2 separate regions of the Drosophila melanogaster genome follow, and region 2 is linked to region 1. The links are chromatin contacts, called in public ChIA-PET maps. All regions are on one chromosome and are shown on one strand. Each heading gives the region's core, a stretch centred on a gene start, on an enhancer-like site or on the middle of the called end of the contact. The rest is flanking DNA. Distances are from core to core; before and after follow the strand shown.

Region 1 (3,459 bases), core at 76-2,575:
TTACAGAAGATTTTGTGGCGAGCACTTTATCACTGTTTTTATGCCAAGATCATTTCTCCCCAGTTGATATTGGGGTTAAATATTTGAAGAAAGGGGCAATTCCAGATCGCAATCTTATAAAATATAAAAGTTGCAATAATGCCGATATTAATTTAAATGCTGTAAGATCACCTCCACGAAAAAGACACCGCTCACAGTCCCCTGTTGAAGTTTGTCGGCAGTGCCATAAAAACCCGAAAACATTAAAAGTGTTTCAAAAAAAATATTTCCGTTTTAAAAAATTGTCAGATGAGAGACAAATTAGAATTAAAATGCTGAGGAAAGAAAACTCAAATCTAAAAAGAAAATTAGTTAGGTTGGAATCCAAGACCGAAAAAAACATATATTCTGAAATAGATAAAATTAATTTAACGGGAAATGAAAATGCTTCTTAAGGAAAAAAAGGGCACAAATACAGGATGGAATGATTGCGAAAAATTGTTTGCTCAGAGCATATATTACAGGTCCACTTCGACATATTCTTAAGAGACTCGCTGAAATTAAATTTTCCAAGTCCATCATCTTTGCAAAAGTGGAACAGCATCACAAAATTACAGCCAGGAGACAACGAATGTTTGTACTCAGCCCTTAAAGAATCTATTAAAGAAATGAATGCATCTGATAAAGAAGATCTCTTTAAGGATCACACAGACTTTTTCTTTTTAACTAGTAGAGTTAATCCCTGGTTAATCCTCCTGAAAATATATTTGCGTGCGTTCGAGCAAAAGGTGGTACTTGCAGAAATCCTTCAGTTAACGAATTTAATATAATAATTGCCAAGCTCATATCTCTACACATTTTTAAATTTTCACAAAAGTCGAATTGCGAGTCAGATGATGATGTTATGTGGCCAATAAAGTTCGATTCGATAATATATCAGCCTTTCGTTGAAAAAAAAAAGAAATGCAGCAACAAGAATACTCTGTATCATTTTCCAAATTCGTGCAAGACAATGAGAGGTACTTTGACCAAAATATAGATAACTTTTTGTGCAATGATGTACCCATTGAATTAACTTCCAGTAGATATTTTGTTGGATATATTGCTAAGGGATCCAGTTGCGATAAATGCAGATCGGTAATTTTAAAAGAAACCGAGCAATTAACAGCTCCATCAGAGCATTTTATACATGAGAAAAACTACTCAATAGACTCGGATTTCAGGAAATTAAAGGCACCATCTGATTTATTTAGTCCATATGACTTCGCTGCTGACTACTAAATACCGACTGGCTAATGCACGGCAGACGCGCGCTTTATATAGGCCCCGACTGGGATTAGTGTGCCCGTCTCCTGTGTGGCATTTGCCTGTATTAGTGTGGCCAGCCAGCTTGGTCGAGTGTGACCCTCCGACCGTGCATGTTGGCGCACGCGCTTAAATATTTAAATTTAAATCGCATCCTTTGTATTATTTCATCTTATCTCTTTCTCATTCATATTCTTCAGTTAGTTCTATTCCTAATTTCATATTTATATGTATATCATATGTTATTTATATTCATATTTAATTCATTATTCGTCGCTTAATTCAACTTTTCCCTCCTCATGTTTCATCATTATATTTTAATGTGCGCGGTACGTGTCACAAACCTAAATGTGTCCTTCATCTTACATATTATTGATTTTAATAATTATTAATTTCTTATCTGATTCTCCTCATATATAGTCACACATGTGCATTTCTTATAGGGCATTACAAGTTTAGACAACCGCCACCAATAAATGACAAAGACCACAGAGTTGAAATAAAATTGTCCAAAACTTTAGCCCAGGGGCACGATGAAAATCAACATGAGCAAAACAGAAAAATACACGCAAATAAAACATGGGGAAATTCCAGAGAGAGTAAAAGTTTCAACTGCAGTTGCAGCATCGAGTGCAGCCAGCACACTTTAATTTGAATCGAAATAAAATTTAAAAGAAGAAAACACATAAACTGCGTAAACAAGTGGGTAAAAACGGCGAAGGAAGTAGTAAAAGTTGCGAATAAAAACTGGTAACGCGAAAAGTGAAACTGGCTACGGTGGAAAGTTCCAGCTAGTTGTTGATGTTCTTGCTGTTGACGCTTATGGGCGACGCAATGGCGACACAAAGTTCAAGGTCGGGCCAAGAGAGTGGTGCCACAGAGTCTAAGTTCTATGATGGAGCCTCTTCGGTGGCGTCCTTAAAATCCAATAATTGGCCAATGTTCTTGGCCCAATGTTCCGCGCTGGCTAATGAGAATCCTTCGAAATTTTTCTCGCTGATTTGATTAATGGCGGTGGTCTATCCAATAAGTGTCAATTACTGAGGACGTTTAGGCAACTGGCAACAGCACACACTTTGCTGTTTTTTCCTTACCACATCACAGTGCCTCCTTCAATTACCTTGTTGTTGCTGTAATTTCGCTGGTAACGACATCTGACAGGGATAACACGCCTCAAAGCCCAAGACTTTAAATAAATTTCTAGTCAATTCTGTTGTCGGTTGTCTGCTGTCTGGCGTATTTTTATCATGCCAATGACGTACAACAAATCCCCTCAATTCTAGAGGTGGGGTAGCCATTCGGTGTAACTTTGGGATTTATCTCAGGGGGACTTGCTATTTTTATATGCGAAATAATGAGTTCTTTTACCTTAAATTTAAAGATTGGCTGTCTTAAGTATTCTCAATTTACTGAGAAACTGTTATAAGGAGTGGAGCTATATGTACTCTTTCATAGAGCAATACCCAAATTAAGAGGGTTGAACAATTCGATTTATTGGATTTATAGGTGTGTTCCGCGTGTCCTTTTTCCTAGCAAGTATATTAATGTCAGAAAATCAAATAAATGACATTTGTCGACTTCCTATTCATCATAATTAGTTGATATCCAAATGGGAAGTGGCACTCGAAGCTCAAGGTCACTGCGGCCACCTGACTTTCGTTGATTGCCCTCCAATCACCATAAACCAACAACCAGCAGGCGGTATAATATCCATCATTATGGCAGGGCCACCGCCATCCCTCAACATTATTAGGCCAAAATGTATGCATTATGTTTTAGTATGTATTTTCATTACCGCCGCGCGCTTAATGATTAATATTTTATGCACTCTTCCTTTTCGCAAAGGACCTCCATCCACCCTAACCTTCCACCAAAGGGCGTTGGGGGGGGGGGGTGCAGACGTCTCACCGGCACAATGGAGCAGACAGGAAGCTAGCGACAGACAAGTCGTGGAAGGCACTGGAAAGGAGGTGGGGGACTTTCCCTTCGTCTCAGCCCCTCCTGCACCTGGTCAACCCCACTAAGCGGGGTCTTCAAAGCGCCAGTGAGGCACAGACAAACACACGTTAAATTCAAAGTGGAGAGCCTCGACACCGAGGTTCCGTGGACTACAAAGTAAAAGAGTTAACAAAAACTCGGGTGGAATAGTCTGACCTTTAGATAATTACTTGCTAG
Region 2 (3,709 bases), core at 270-2,769, 56 kb before region 1:
CTCCAACGCCCATCCCTACCACGAAATTCCGCCATCCACGAGGAGCTCGGAATTCCATGGGTAGATGACGAGATCTACAGACACAGTGTGAGATATGCTAGCAGACTGGAGAACCACCCCAACCACCTGGCCATCAACATTCTGGATAATAGCCAATCCCTAAGACGCCTGCAGAAAACGCACCCGCTTGACCTTACTCAACACTAATAATTATACTTAACCCCTACCCAAGTACATTCCAAGTACTCCCCTTACGTTAATGTTTCCCCCCCATAAAATTTAATTATTGTCCAATAGGACAGATTTTAAGTAATAAATAAAAAAACTAGCTAACACTTGCTAACATTAGCAAATAAATGGCTGCTGCTAATGATTTAATTATATTAGTACCCCTGTCTGCTACAAATTTAATGTTTTCCATTTTTTTTATATCGAACTCGTTCAGAAGGGACTTTAGCTTCTTGCGTACATTTGCTGCAGTTGATCTTTGGAAATCCATTGATTTAAGACCCAAGATTAGGCTTACCATTTGAAAATCCTTTTCGAAATGCATCGTTACTCCATATAATCGTTACTTTTATATAATTGTCGGTCCATAAATCCATAGTCAGTGATGCTCCCCCTCGACTTACAACTTCCTTCAACTCAGTGCCAAGATCTGGCTTTTTCTCTTCAGCTTCTTTTTGGCATTTTCAAGCGATACTTGTAGGGTTTGGAATCAGCTCGTCGATGTCCACTAGTTCTCCATAGGTAGAACCAATTTTTATAAAAAATTTGACCATTGACTTAAATCCGGATCCAGTCACAGCCGAAAACGGGGGGCAGGCCCCAACAGTCCACTTCGAAACCGCATTCAACGCCTCCTTTTTGTCTGGAGTAGACACAATCCGCAGGGCAGTTGGTTGCTTAACAGATTGACAACATTTGTGCCTGGCTAAATTTGAAGTTTGATTGTCAACATATTTTAGGATTTTTCGACATGAAAATGAACCAAGTCATTTAAAATTGATCCATCATCTGTAATAATCCCGCTTAAGACATTCCAGACGAAACGAAAACGAAAGGAATGTGCCAAAATTCCTCGCGTGAAAGAGACAGAGTACATTTTTGAGTGTGTCTTATTCCGTCGCACATGTGTTATTATGCCAGTATACTTGTAGTGCTCAACTCAGGCACCGGTGCCGATCTCTATTACAAACGCACAGTATAAATCTGCACATGCAGACAAGCACCCCGTTGTGCGAGCACCCGAATCAATACGGTACTCTACGTCGCGGGCGCCGATCATACTCGCTACTCGTAACGAAGAATAGAGAAGGCAAACAGTCAGAAGAAGCCAAATGCCTTAAAAGAGATGAGTAACAAAAACACTTATGGCTTTACCGTTAAACACATGGGTGTTTGCAAAAATACTCGGGTGGTATCGTAGATACTCGAGTCAAAGACAAGATCCGTAACTCCCATACGTTTTATTTGCGTTTCTTTCGGCGTGGCTCTAGAGGTCGCCCCAGGCATTCTCGAACTTTTGTTCAAGAGCGAGAGAGCGGAGAGAGCTCATGCAGTGTAAATTTCACAAAATATGCTCTTCATCTTAGAAGTTCTTACACTTTAAATCTATGTATATTATTTTTGATCAATTCGCACCATGTAAATAATTCTTGTTTTGCATTGCTCTAACGTTATTATTATTTAAATATAGCTTAGAAATAATGTCACGTAATAAATTTCAAAAATGACTTTATATAAGAATATTTGTCTTTAGAGTATTCAGCTTGCGATATGTGAAAAATAAATAAGCCAATGATTGTTGAGTTCTTGTGTCTTTGGTCGAGTGTCTCGGCTGTTGATTGGGCCTTTTTTGTTTTTTACTATGCACTTACTAGCGTGTTAGGATTCAGTATGATTTGGAAGCAAAAGGAAAAGGTCAAAATAATGGCAGAAACGGCCGATTTCGTTAAAAATAAAATTAACAATGGAACTTACTCCGTTGCCAATAAACATAAAGGAAAAAGTGTTATTTGTAGCACTTTATGTGACCTAGCAGGACGATGAAACTGTTCTAGACGGATGGGTGTTCTGCAGCCAATGCCAGAAAGTGCTCAAATTTTTACACAAAAACACCTCCAATTTATCCCGCCATAAATGTTGTCATATATTAAGACGACCAACGGAATTAAAAATTGTCTCAGAAAGCGACAAGAAATAAATAAGAAAAGAAGCTATTGAAAAATGCACGAAGATTGTCGTCCGTTTTCTGCAGTAACCGGGGCAGGATTTAAAAATTTGGTAAAGTTTTTCCTAAAAATCGGCGCAGTTTATGGGGACCAGATAGACGTCGATGACTTACTACCTGATCCAACAACATTAAGTCGGAAGGCCAAATCGGATGCAGAAGAGAAGAGGAGTCTAATCTCGTCCGGGATAAAAACAGCTGTGGATAGCGGAGGAGCAAGTGCGACCGTCAACATGTGGACTGACGAGCATGTCCAAAGAAACTTTTTGGCCATCACTTTTCATTACGGAAAAGAATTTAAACTTTGTGACATGATTTTGGGACTAAAATCAATTAATTTTCAAAAATCGACTGCCAAAAACATTTTAATGAAAATTAAAGGTTTATTTTCGGAATTTAATGTTGAGAACATTGACAATGTTAAGTTTGTGACTGACAGGGGAGCAAATATAAAAAAGGCACAAGCCGTTTGAATTGTAGCAGTCAGCTGTTGTCAAATTTTTGGAAAAATCTTTTGACGAGGCCAATGAAAAAAAAATCAAAAAAAATTTTTAAAGCATGCAAAAAAATCGTAAAGTATCGTAAGTAAAAATCTTTTGACGAGGCCAATGAAAAAAAAATCAAAAAAAATTTTTAAAGCATGCAAAAAAATCGTAAAGTATTTGCAGCATAGTTTAGAAACAACTTTGAAAAGTGCATGCCCGACTAGATGGAAATCAAACAACAAAATGATGAAGTCCATTCTGGATAACTGGGGTAGTGTGAATAAAATATGAAGTGAAACTGAAGTTTTAGGCCTTTCGGCAGCAGCATTGCTTAAAGAAAGAATTTTGGAACATATTCGTGCGATTTATCCAAATCTGAGCATATGACATAAGGTGGCGTTTTTTTTATGTCCATTCGCTGCACATCTGCAGGAAGAAGATATTTTTGAAATTAACGAATTCTTCTTCCCAAAGCTAGTAACTGCGTCTAATTCCAACTGCATTGAAACTCCATTATATGAAATTGAACGATATTGTAGACAAAGAGTTCCGTTCTCCCGAAATTTTGAAGTAATTGAGTGGTGGAAAAATAATGTAAGCTGTTACCCTCATTTGTCAAAGTTAGCTTTAAAACTATTATCAACACCAGCCATTAGCGCAGCAGCTGAGAGAGTGTTTTCTCTAGCAGATAATATAATAACTGAAAAACGAAATAGATTATGCCCAAAATCTGTGAGGCTATCTACAGATCTTTTTTTTTGCATTCTTATTAGAAAAACTTAAACAACTCGCAATAGAGATTCCTTCTTATATATTATATATTATATATTATTAGTTCTTAATATTTGCTTCCCTTTTGCTATTTTTTATAAATATATAATTTTTATTTTCAAAATAATAATAAGCTAGAAAACAATTAAGTATAAGTATTATTTAATAATATATAAGATTGTTATTTGTAAAGACATTTGTAAAGACATAAAAATGTGAG

What was found. ChIA-PET counts read pairs in DNA pulled down with a chosen protein or histone mark.
Region 2: an RNA polymerase II ChIA-PET map of the Kc167 cell line shows a contact between it and region 1, with 8 times the contacts expected there. The contact joins two enhancer-like sites.

The regions. Positions count from the first base shown.
Region 1 is chr2L:20,146,422-20,149,880 of dm6, reverse strand. No RefSeq gene overlaps it. Among named protein-coding and RNA genes, the nearest start is that of CG10651, 13 kb to the right of the region's middle. Within about 2 kb of position 1,325, at least 36 of the 39 cell types and tissues checked have an H3K27ac peak or open chromatin away from gene starts, as enhancers often do. A contact at or near this core is called in the Kc167 cell line, where this site is marked.
Region 2 is chr2L:20,202,796-20,206,504 of dm6, reverse strand. No RefSeq gene overlaps it. Among named protein-coding and RNA genes, the nearest start is that of lncRNA:CR40341, 43 kb to the left of the region's middle. Within about 2 kb of position 1,519, at least 28 of the 39 cell types and tissues checked have an H3K27ac peak or open chromatin away from gene starts, as enhancers often do. A contact at or near this core is called in the Kc167 cell line, where this site is marked.